2 separate regions of the Macaca mulatta genome follow, and region 2 is linked to region 1. A link is a contact called in public Hi-C data. All regions are on one chromosome and are shown on one strand. The core of a region is the stretch at or near the end of the contact, and the rest is flanking DNA. Distances in the headings are between cores, read along the strand shown. Region 1 holds the start of TET2 (tet methylcytosine dioxygenase 2). Region 2 holds the start of PPA2 (inorganic pyrophosphatase 2).

Evidence for each region. A called contact is a pair of places that touch in the nucleus more often than the background predicts.
Region 2: a contact with region 1 is called in a Hi-C map of liver, with 4 times the contacts expected there. The contact joins the promoter of PPA2 here to the promoter of TET2 in region 1. A contact is called at or near these places in 5 of 14 Hi-C or Micro-C datasets (CD4 T cells, blood, fetal cortex germinal zone and 2 more).

The regions. Positions count from the first base shown.
Region 1 is chr5:114,568,458-114,574,818 of T2T-MMU8v2.0, forward strand. It overlaps TET2 (tet methylcytosine dioxygenase 2), which reads left to right and starts at 4,102. Exons shown (of 12, transcript XM_028848654.2): 1 at 4,102-4,205.
Region 2 is chr5:114,894,860-114,901,220 of T2T-MMU8v2.0, forward strand. It overlaps PPA2 (inorganic pyrophosphatase 2), which reads right to left and starts at 3,552. Exons shown (of 12, transcript XM_015138926.3): 1 at 3,387-3,552. The coding sequence starts at 3,543.

The DNA.
Region 1 (6,361 bases), core at 2,852-5,351:
AAAGAAAATAAATAAGAAAGCTTCTTCACCACAGTGACTGCTATGCTGTTTGATAGTCAACTGTCTTTTAAGCATGCAGAGAATCTTTATGTTATACTTTAGAAACATGTTTTTGGAGATGGGAAACAACAGGTCATGATTTTGTTTTTGTTAAACCACTACAATTTTTTCAAAGCAGTGTATATCACAACTATTTCTCTGTGTTGAAGAGAGTATCAAGTCCTTAAAGAAAAATATAATCCCAGAACTTTGGGTAGCCGAGGCGGGTGGAGCACGAGGTCAGGAGTTCGAGAGCAGACAGGAGAATTGCTTGAACCCGGGAGGCGGAGGTTGCGGTGAGCAGAGATCACGCTACTCACTCCATACTGGGCGACAGAGCGAGACTCCGTTTCAAAAAAAAAGAAAAAAAGAAAATGCCCTGCCCTGCCCTGCCCTGCCTTGCCTTGCCTTGTCTTTTTTTTTTTTTTTTGAAACGGACTCTCGTTCTGTAGCCCAGGCTGGAGTACAATGGCGCGGGCTTGGCTCACTGCAAGCTCCGCATCCCGGCTTCACCCATTCTCCTGCCTCAGCCTCCCGAGTAGCTGGGACTACAGGCGCCCGCCACCATACCCGGCTAGAAAGAACATTTTTTAGTCTGCAGGAGGGGAGGAAATGAAGAATGCACCTATTACTTTTGCGTTAGTACAACATTAAAAAAAATTGCATTGTAAAGCAAACTACCATCATCAGCTCTTTAATGGACAGCAGCAGACAGGAAACTGCCTTCACCCTAAGAGACTTAAAGACTGAGAACTGAGTTAGATAGCAGGTGCACAGGCCAATCAAGTCAATTTTCTAACACAGAGTAGCATGTTGTGGAACTTGTTCTATTAGTCTTTTTTCTCCATTAAGGAAGCAAGGATCTCTCTGTATGGAAGCAGTGCTGCTATTTCTAGTTTGAGGGAAAAAAATGGTAAGGAATTTGATAATTAATTGTTCTTTAAACAGCAAATTATATTTTAAACATACATTTTCCACACCTATAGGAGAAGGAATCTCAAGAATGCACACGATTAATAAAAGCTAGCTCTGAATTACCCATACAAGCGCACACTGCGTTCAGTAAACAACTGATTATGCAAACTATATCCTTTCTTTCCCAGAAATAGCAACTAAGGAAGAAGTTTTTAAAATCAAAAAAAGAAAAAAAAAAACAACTAAAATTTTTATACTTGAAGGCCTTCAGAATTTTATTTCCTTTTGCTGTTGAAAGGTCATAACAGCCAAGAGGAGTAATGTATTTTATTTTACATTTCAAAACGTCATGATGGTTAAGGGTAGAGTGGAGGTGCAGAGAAAGAAGTTGGCAAGAAAATGTTCAGGGCCTGTTGTAAAACCAACTGCAAGCCAAATATGATTCCAAATAGGCAAGAACAACCTGTTACAACAGAGAGCAGTTTTCAAAGAAGAAACGAGAAGGAGGTGACCTGAAAGATCATTTGCCAAATATAACTAAAGGAACATGCGGATACTTTTATATTAAACACATGTTAATATAATATTTTCCATACATTATTAAATGCAAGAAGATATATAATTATATAATTCTATAATCAGAAACAAAATAACTCCTAGAAGTAAATGGTTTGTTATTGTAGTAGTAATAACTACCTGGGCACTTACCTAGTGCTCTTATTAAAAACTCACCACAACCCTCATGTCTTACAGGTTGTTCAACAGATTAAAATAGAAACCGATACCGACAGACTTAAGTAAAATGCACAAGGTCACACTGGAAAAGATAGAGTTAAGGGTCACTTAGCTCTGTAAAACTCCAAAGCCCATGTTTCAACTCTACAATCTGTGCACTATATAAATGTATGTCGTGGTCTTGAGAGAACTTTATTTCCTGGACTTGAAAAATAAGTCACAAGCCGAGCGCGATGGCTCACGCCTGTAATCCTGAGGCGGGCAGATCACCAGGTCAGGAGCTCGAGACCAGCCTGGCCAATATGGTGAAACCGCGTCTCTATTAAAAACACAAAAAATAGCTGCGCGTGGTGGCGCGCGCCTGAGAGGCTGAGGCAGAAGAACCGCTTGAACCCGGGAGGTGGAGGTTGCAGTGAGCGGAGATCACGCCCCTGGACTCCAGCCTGGCTGACAGCGCGAGACTCTGTCTCAAGAAAGAAAGAAAACAAAAGAAATAAAGAAAGAAAGAAAGATCACAAAGAACTTTCCAACAGCTTGGATTTTAGAGTGTATTAACAATTGCCAAGACCTAAGTGACACTTTAGTGTACAGCTAGAAAACATGGAATGACATTCCCATAAACATGAAATGTTTAAGGGAAAATGTACTATTTTCCTTAGTTTGTGCAAAATCTGAAATCTGAGTCAACTTTGTTTCAAAATGGAACAAACAATGTTTGATTGGACACACTAAACATTCTTATTAGCAACAATGCGACACTTACAAGGAGTTCCCTTTTTTTACACTCTTCGAAGAGGAAATATTTCGATTTCGTAAAATTAGAGCTTCACTTCTAAAGAAAGATAAAAAAAAAGTGTGGTTACACAATGTAACTAGTATTGACTTAAGGGTACTGTGATCACTATGCAGTGATCCCATAAAAGATGTGACCAAAATACTTACTTACAAGTTGAACGTCAGTCATGTGACAACATGTTAACGATGAAGGGAATATTTCAAAAACTACTATCTGACATAATATGATTCTTACGATGATTCATAGGGGCTTTGTTCTTCATCTCATCTTCAACCAAAAAGTTGATGATTAGAAAAAAGAGCATTAGAATGGGAAGTAACACTACTCGACAATAGAGAAAAACTCCGGTCAAAGGAGGAGCATAGTTATAGAGCTCCGAATGTCAGGGAAAATCAAGCATCCGTCATTCGGAATTAGCTCTGTATCGGTCGGTTTCTTCGTTACTTAATTGTACGGGTGGAAACTACTTCAAAGTAGAGGCTCTTAAGAGAGGTAACTTAAGCATTTGAAAGTGCAGGTTTATTTCCTCCTAGCGAGAGAAGGAGAGGGTCACTCGTGAGAAACCCATCTTGAATCTGTGAGACGCCCCCTTCTACTCAGCCCACGTGGCTAAAGTAAACAGAAGGTGGGCCGGGGCGGGGAGAAACAGAACTCGGTCAATTTCCCGATTTGTCGGGTCTTTAAAAATACAGGCCCCTAAAGCACTAAGGGCATGCCCTCGGTGAACCGGAGGAGCGCTTCTGCTGAAGGAGATTAAAGCGACAGAAAAGGGAGAAGATAGCGCCGGCAAGGGGATCTAAAGGGAGATAGAGACGCGGGCCTCTGAGGGTAAGGTGGGCGCAAGCGGGTGTGTGGTGCGGAGAGAGGTGCCAGTGGATGGAGGCGGGGGCCAGTGCGAGGGCACGTGCGGATACACTCTCGAGGAGGTGGGTGCGCGCAGGGGCTTGTGCGCGGGACCTCGAAGTGGTGGTGGAGTGCAGACTAACAAAAAGTTTCAAAGGGAAATCTTGGATGTCACGTCCTTGTCCAGGCACCCATGCCATCCCATCCTCCCACCTCGCCCCGACCTTCGCGCCTGCACTGCGTTTTCTCCCGGGGGTGGAGACCCGCCGAGGTCCCCGGGGTCCCCGAGGGCTGCACCCTTCCCCGCGCTCGCCAGCCCTGGCCCCCTCCCCGCGCTCATCCGGGCGCACCACTCCCTCCGCGCCACTGCACGGCGTGAGGGCAGCCCAGGTCTCCACTGCGCGCCCGGCTGTACGGCCCCAGGTGCCGCCGGTCTTTGTGCTGGACGCCCGGTGCGGGGGGCTAATTCCCCGGGAGCCAGGGCTGAGGGCCCCAGGGCGGCAGCGCAGGCCGGGGCGGAGCGGGAGGAGGCCGGGGCGGAGCAGGAGGAGGCCCGGGCGGAGGAGGAGAGCCGGCGGTAGCGGCAGTGGCAGCGGCGAGAGCTCGGGCGGCCGCCGCCGCCTCCTCGCGAGCGCCGCGCGCCCAGGCCCCGCTCGCATGCGAGTCACGTCCGCCCCCTCGGCGCGGCCGCCCCGAGACGCCGGCCCCGCTGAGTGATGAGAACAGACGTCAAACTGCCTTATGAATATTGATGCGGAGGCTAGGCTGCTTTCGTAGAGAAGCAGAAGGAAGCAAGATGGCTGCCCTTTAGGATTTGTTAGAAAGGAGACCCGACTGCAACTGCTGGATTGCTGCAAGGCTGAGGGACGAGAACGAGGTCAGAGCGCTTCTCTTATGCCGCGAAACTCTCCCTTTCCTCTCCCCTTCGCTTTTTCTCGGGCTTCCAGGGACTGGGGAGCAAACCCTGTAGTGTCACCCACAAATACCAAGAGGGAAGAGGGAAGCTTCACAAATTACTGGAGCCTCTTCAACATGGCTGACAAATATAGTTTTAATTCCCTATACCCCTTTTAAACCTGTAGTTCTGTGTGCTCTTCTCTCCTCCTAATGCTCGTCCCTTCCTCACCCAGAAAACTTACCTTTGTGCCTCCGACGAGCCGGTTTCCCGGCCTTTTAATCCGCAGAAAAGTGATTTTTAAATTTGCTTTCCTTTCTAAAATAGTTCAGCTTTGGGGGGCACTACTTTTCCCTTTAATCCTCTGCCCCCGTTTCTCTCGTGTGAGTGAAACGACTCTCCCGTTTATCCTGAACAACCTCAGAGAGAACACTGATACGGTGTTTTTCTACCCTTTTATCAGCTGTAGGGTCTGGGTCTGGGTTGGTGTCTGCCTCCTCCTACCTCCTTATCCCCCTTTAGGGGGCTGTACGAAGTGAATGTCACAGGGAGTGGAATTAGAGTACACTGAGTGGGGTTTTGTGTGTGTGTGTGTGTGTGTTTTTTTTTTTTTCTTAAGTCCGCGCGTTTTGTTAGCGGCGCTGAGTGAAAGAGGAAAGAATAGTTTCTCCGGTTCCCCAAACAAGACCAGAACTCACTTTTCTCAAGGTACATAAGTCTGCGCTGGGCTGAGCCTTCCAGCCTGGGGTATGTATGTAAGAGAATTTATGGACAAATCTGTGTCCCGGCTTTGTGCTTCTCCCGAATCAGCTTCGTTTGGTTCCTTGGTAAGTGACAGGCAGACACAAAGGCAGGCGCAGGCCCGGGGAGGGGGCGGGAGGGGGTGGGGAGCGCAGCGTTGAGAGTTGCAAGACTGCAAGGTCAGGGGCGCCGAAAGAAATGAAACCCAGTCCCAGCAAAGAAGTGAAGAGCAGATTTGTAACAGTCCCATCCAAATTTTTCTTTTGGCCTCTCTCTTTGGTCTTTCATCTCTCTGCCTTTCTCTCTGTGTCCCCTCTCTTTTCTTCTCTCTCATACACACACACACACACACAGGCACGCACAGACTCCTCGCATCTTGCTGAATCTTTTCACTGGGACTGCTTGTCTAGTTTTATTAAGCTAACAGGGTTTCTATGGAGAGTTTTCTACCTATGACATAATAAAGTGTGGCCTAGATAGACTCCTGGAAAGGCCGCAAATGAAATATAAGTGTTACTTGCTGGTTATTCCCCTCATGATATACTTTTAATTACATTGAGTGAGTTCTCCCTTCTTCATCTAATGTTTGGGAATTGAGAAAAGGCTTATTTTCCAGCGGTAAAATTTAGTGAAATATTTATATATTTTACCTGTTTAGGGAGTGGAATACATTCATGAATTTAATATCTCAAATCACACATTGTGCTTTTTCGCCTTCAATCAGGGATTATAATGGGAAACCTACATTCAAAGATATTCATCAACAAATGATCCAACATAGAAATAAGATTGTATCTTAAAGGAAGTTGGGATTCACAGAGAAAAGACATTGGTTTGGTTTGGTGTAAGACTGGTGGTATTGTTGCCTGGCTAATGAAATCATTACATTTGCATTTTAATGGAAAGTTGAAATACTAAGGGGAGTTATGTTCTTTTACATGTTTGTATATGTGCTTAATAATGTTTGGAATAGAATATAAATTTAAACACAATAAATATTGATTTTTTAAATGTTAAGCAGAGAACTGTTACTGAAGGGTTGGATAATCAAACTGAAGTTTAGAAGACAATTTATAGGATTTAAAAAAGGATAGAAGGAAAAACACAATAACAGACATTTCTCCATAAGTCGAATTTGCAAAACTATTTGTCCTTGATAGTTCACTTTGTAATTTTCTGTTATGATCTTTGTTAATTTCATGTAGTTAAGTTTGCTTTAATCATTGATACGCGGGGTTCCTTCACATGATTACAAGGGAGAAGCATTACTTATCTCTGTGGAATAGAAACGGTTCATTGGTTAGTTCTTATTTGTCAAAAAAAAAAAAAAAAAAAAAAAACTTAGGATTTTACTATTAATGCTGTTCATGGTAAACTATCGAGAAAACTATGGTTAA
Region 2 (6,361 bases), core at 2,302-4,801, 330 kb after region 1:
ATAAATAAAATGAATAAACAACAGCAACAAAAACCCCTCTGAAACCTATAATTTAATAGGAACACTTTCAAAACAATCAATTCTATCCACATCCCTTATTTTCTCCCTTCACAGAATGTAACAATAAGATTTTAGTCTAATGCCTTAAAGTCAAAAGGGAAAAATAAATAACATTTATTAAATACCTATCATGTGTGAGACACTGATAATTATACACATAGTCTCATTTAACTGCCACAGCAATTCTATAAAATTACTAGTGCTTTCCCCATTTTATTTATGGAGAAACTGAGCTACCGGATGTCATCTGAGGTAAGGGATGCCATCTGGTGGTTAATTCAGTCGAGTGACTTGTCCAAGATGGTAGTCAGGACTACAACTTAAGTGGTTTGACTATTAGTCTAGAACTGTTACAGCACAGTTGCTTCTGGAAGTTGCAGAAATCATAACCCTGGTGTCACTAAGATGTTAACAAATGTTCTTAGAAATAAGTACTCTGTGGTTCAGGTTTCAGAGAAGTTACATCCGAATTTTCCAGAACTTCAATAGGCAAATTACTCTTCAAAAAAGCAATAAAATGGGACGTATTCTAATTTATTAAACCATGAAACCCTCTGTTTTAAAGAAAACCTAGTAATACACCATGGGATGCTTGTGTTCAACTAAGCAGTTCGGAAAATGATCATCTGGTCCAATCTCCTCATTCCGTGGTTTAAAACAATGAGATGCAGGGAGGTGAAGTGACAGCAAGATACTAACAGGGTCAGGGCTGGCACAAGGAGGCCTGATGATTCCCACCAGGATGCTCTTTCCCCTAATCATCCTGTCTCACTGTTTCTACAGAGCTTAACACCAATTTTTTTAAAGTATTACATGAATCACTTATTCTGATTTTACTGAATGACAGTAAAGAGAAACCATTTACAGACATGAAGCTGGAAAATGTTCTACCTCCCAATGCACTAGTATTTCAGAGACTTGGAATATATCTGGAAATGTGGAAAATGATTCCACTTCAGTAACAACGAATAATAATTTTAGGCCAAGTAGTACTACACTCATATTTGTCTTTGAAGTGAGACATTAGTCCACCCTAATACTGCATACAGACATACTGAGTAAAAAATATCCAATCTGTGACCATCTTTATAAAGGGTAATTTGTTCATTGTTTTCCCCTTACCCCATTCGCCCTAGAGTGGCTTCCTTTCACTTTGCCCTACCCCTTCTAGCAGGTAGTAAACGGTCCTGGCCAGTGATGCCATCTGGCGGTTCGTTCAGAAACTGTTTAACCAACACACTTTCCAATCAGGATCTCACCATCCGGACCCTCTCCAAAACCACACTCCCCTTTCTTCCAATTTTTGCCCATTTACTTTAGTAAAATCGGCTTTTCTTCTTTCCTGTGCTGTTTATCCAGCTGAATAAAAACGTATTTTATTTGTGGCACTCTAGTTACAGAAAAATCATGAGTTCTAAGTACATTTGAAGCTAAAGAAACAAACCGACGAGAAGAGGCCAACATAATCCCGAAAATGCCCCCATTCGACATCCTGTCCTAATAGAGACTGTTAGAATCTCCATTATTCATCCAGTGCCTTCAGGGAATACCAGTGCTGAGAAGAACCTTGAGGATCATCACTTCAAGGTCAAATGCTTCATTTTACGGCTGAAGAAACTGGCTCTGTGAAAAAGAATTGAAGTAACCACCCACCCAACAGCACACAGCGAGTTAATGGCAGAGCCAAGATTATGGCCTAGGACTCCCCATTCCAAATCCGGTACTGGGTCAACTACTCTGTGCGCGCCAGGCTTCTCAAGCCTGTTTTTGCTCAACCAGTGTATTTACTTTTTCCATAATTAATTATAGTAAAATTGTGAATCTCTGTACTATGCCTAACAGTGTCTAGCACATTTCATATTTATTGATTATTTGGGTATCTATTAATTACTGTACTTATTGCAAATCTAGAAGACTTGCAGCAGACAGACTTTTTTTTTTTTTTTTTTAATCTGCTTAAAAAGCGAACTGCCACTTTAAACATTGTTTCTATGACTATTCCCATTATTCATTATATGATAACCTTTTGGAACACAATCCATTCAGAAATTTGAGACTTCCTGTTCACCTGATTAGTCTTAACCAAAGACAGAAGAAAATATGTGGCACAGGGTGAAAACTGCAACCAATTTTGAAGAAAACAAATTCTAGTACTAGTTGCATTGTAATCACACTTTAGGCAAACTTGTCTTCTCTCCCACAAAATAATCCTCGACCCTAAACTCATGTAGGATAACTGCAAATCCTTCATAAATTACAAATATCTATAATGATTATAGTTACTAATAGTAATTTATATTTTAGACCCTGAGACTAATCACTTTACATATACAATGTCATGTAATTCTTGCAGCCCTATTTTACAGATGGAAAAAACAAGGCTTAGCAACTTAAACTCGTTCGGGGTCACAGAGTTAAGACCTGAAGAACTCGGAGGGCCTGCTTAGAAGTGAAAGCCTCCAGGGCCAGTGCTCCGAAAAGGGGAGCAATAATGCAAGGCCCACTTTGATACTACCACTCCAAGGCTCTGCAGTCAGTGGGGCGTGAAGGCAAGCGACCAAGATCACTATTTTCAGTTACATTTAACGTACACAGTGAAACAATGGGGTACACGGAAGACCTGGGTCCTTTCTCTGAGCTGGACAACCCAGGGACCCCCCCGCCCAAGTCGCTTAGCCCTCTGGGCTGTTCAACTTGGGGAGGAAAAGGGGCTGCCCCGGGGCCAACGAGGCTTTGGATGGTGGATCATATTCAGGGTGTAAACCTGTGCGTACCGAGTCAAGCTTCTGGGAAAGAACCTTCATCAGAGTCCCTCCAAAAAAGAAGACACGCTGGATTAGGCATCTGCAAAGTTCCGCCCGCCTCTCCGACGTCAGGGAGCTCCGGCAGTAGGCGCTTTCTTACGCCACTAGAAAGGCCGGCGTGTGGGCGGGCTCTGCCCTCCCTTCCTCACTAAATTGTGTGAACCCAGAACCGCGGCCTGGCCGGCTAATGGCTGCGGGCCGCCGCGGGGTGGCCGCTAGCACTCTGCCCACCCCTCGGGGAGGGCGGCTGGCAGGGCACAGGGCGCTGTGTACCCCCGGCCGGCAGCCCTGAGCCTCTGCGCTCGCTTTGCGGTCTTGATCCGCCGTCTCCTCGCTGTCAGTTCTCGTGACTCGGTGCGCGCTCCGGCGAGAAGGAAGGTTGCCTGGACCGCGCAGGTACCGCCGAGGGCCCCAAAAAGAGAGACAGGGGAGACCGCGCGGGGCGCCGCAAGTGTCCCCTATTCCATCCCCCACCCAGGTTTCTTCGGTGCGCCGCTCAGCGAACCTCCACGAGCTACTTACTGAAGAAGAGGCGATAATTCTGCGAGCAGGGCTGGCCGCGCTCCTCGGTGTGGTACAGGGCCATAGCACGGCGCGGCCCGGTCCCAGCACTGGTCCCCAACCGCAGGCACGCAGCGGCGGGGGCACCCGTGCGCAGCAGCCGCAGCAGCGCGCTCATGGCGTCAATGACGGTCCGGCTGTGCGCGCGGAGCTACCGGGGGGCCCGACCCGGCCGCGCGCCGGTGCCCCCTACCGTCCGGAGTCATCCCTCCCGCCCCGGCGCTTGGGCTGCGATCCTGGTGCCTGCCAGTGAATCTGGGCCACCAGCCAGTTGCGCGCACTGTGCCCTCAGCGAGGCCGCAGCTCAAAGACGAGTAAGACAAGACCCACCACCCCTGAAGCGCTCACTGCCACTTGTTAATTTATACATTTATTCATGCCTTCATTTATCCCGTCAAGATTTGCTATCATGATTTTTTATTACAGTGATGTAATATTGAGTGATTACTCTGTGCCAGGAACTGCTCTAGACCCCGTCCAATATAGGAGATGAGCGCACATGCACACAAAGACATCACTATAAGACAAAATGATCAGGCCACCACGTGAAAACGTGACGTTGACACCGACTTATAGAGCAAAAAAACCCTAAGTAGCTTACTCAAATGCCATCTTCTCCATGAGACCATTTCCCAACCCATAGAGATGATTTATCCTTTCCTTTTTTTGTTGTTGTTTTTGTTTTTTGTTTTTGAGACAGTCTCACACTGTTGCCTGGGCTGGAATGCAATGGCGCAATCTCGGCTCACTACAACCTCCGCCACCTGGGTTCAAGCGATTCTCCTGCCTCACCCTCCCGAGTAACTGGGATTATAGGCACGCGTCACCACGCCTGGCTAATTTTTGTATTTTTAGTAGAGACGGGGTTTCTCCACGTTGGTCAGGCTGGTCTCTAGCTCTTGACCTATGGTGATCCGCCTGCCTTGGCCTCCCAAAGTGCTGGGATTACAGGCGTGAACCACCACGCCCGGCTGGGAGAATGGATATTGTAGAACACCAGTACTCTGCCCCTATTGTAGAACACCAGTACTCTGCCCCAAGTGTCATTTTATTTTTTTCTAGTCCATCTTCTTTGGGACTATCATCATCTAGACCACTTTCCTACTGGGCAACCAGGTTCTTTCAGCATCTCCAATTATCGTGTGATCATTAAAATTTGAGAAACTGGTCTGCCCAGGTTCCAGAAAGGATCCCTAGGAGATGTTGTGACCAGCTACTTAGAGACTCTCTACTAAGATTATAGATACTAAAATGTTTTTGTCAACAGTGGTACCTTTGTAATGTGTCAACATGAATAGGCACAACTATAAGGCAAATGCTCCCATAAAAAGGAGAGAAAATCTCTTTTGTGCATATATCACACGGTTGTATAATTTTATTGTTTCTTTATGTTGGAAAAAAAAGCTTAATTTTTCTATTAACTTTTGAGGATTAGATATTTGAATAAGACAAATTCCTATGGAGGCAGGGTTGTGGGCTAATTTCTAATGATCTATGGATACTTAAAAGTATCCAGGCTGGGCATGGTGGCTCATGCTTGTAATCCTAGCACTTTGGGAGGCCAAGGTGGGAGGATCACTTGAGCCCAGGAGTTTGAGACCAGCAGCCTGGGCAACATGGTAAAACCCATCTCCACAAAAAATACAAAAATTGGCCAGGCGGGTGGCACACGCCTGTTGTTCCAGCTACTTGGGAGGCTGAGATGGGAGGATGGTTTGAGTCTGAGAGAGGCAGGTTGCAGTGAAGCCAAAATCAGCCACTGCACTCCAGCTTTGGCAACAGAGCCACACCCTGTTTAAAAATAAATAAATAAAAAGTTTTCTATTGAGATAATCCAGCATAAAGTTCCAAGGTCCCTCTTGCTAATAGCTTTTCTTAACTCTGGCAACATATTTAATTAGTAACTGATGACAAGTTATATGCATCCTGATTTGAAGAAACCAACAAAGATACTAAACATTTCTGAATATAAATGTTTACTTAAAATGAAATCTTGACACTAACTTGTTATTTTGTAAATTACACTGTAAAATGTTACCAAGTTATCATGCATTCAGGAAAGGAAACCCTGACTTTTGTTAAGTAGGTTTACATTTATTTTTAATCACTTAAATTTCCATCTTTCATTCTCTATTGAAATATTTGAGAATCAAAATTAAAAATGCATAATATAAATGATAGGAAATAATAAGTATCAGGTTAGCTTTTACAACTTTTAAAAAATACTCTGAGGGTAATGTTTATTACATAATATTTAATTATGTACTTATTCAAATTTAGACGTTTGGAGTCTAACACACTGGATTTCCATTATTGACAACTCCTGTTGTCATCATGTAGCAAGTACAAGTCTTAGTCCCAGGAGTTTACAAGTTGGAGAGTAAAGACAAATACACAGAAAATCATGAAGTAACATTTCCAGAGTTTATGAAATATCAAACCACCAGAGATTCATCAACACAGAATTGAAACTGGTGGCTCAGGAAAACTATAACTAATATGTAGGAAAGACCAAAATATAAAATATGAGTTATGGTGTCCAGGTATTGACAGTATCTCAGGTACCAAGCGGCAAGGACCCAGACAGTAGTTCTGGCAATAGAAATAGAAAGGAATGTTGAATTTGGAAGAAATGACCAAATTTGATATCTCACTGGAAGTTGTAAAATGAGGATGGAAGAGTTTAAAAAATTATACATAATAAATAACCAAGAGATATGTGGTGTTATTTTCAGATATATGTTAATAAAAATGAGAGAGAAATTTTGACACTAAGATGGTAAACGTAGCTTGGGACATGTTGAGTTTGAAACAATGCAGAGTTCCTGCTGGAGATGAAACTATTTTCACCACTGGAATTCTCTGACTAGTAGACTCTGAGATTGAATTTCATATTCATGTGCAGTGTTTATTAGGTTGCACACCTGTAATCAGTA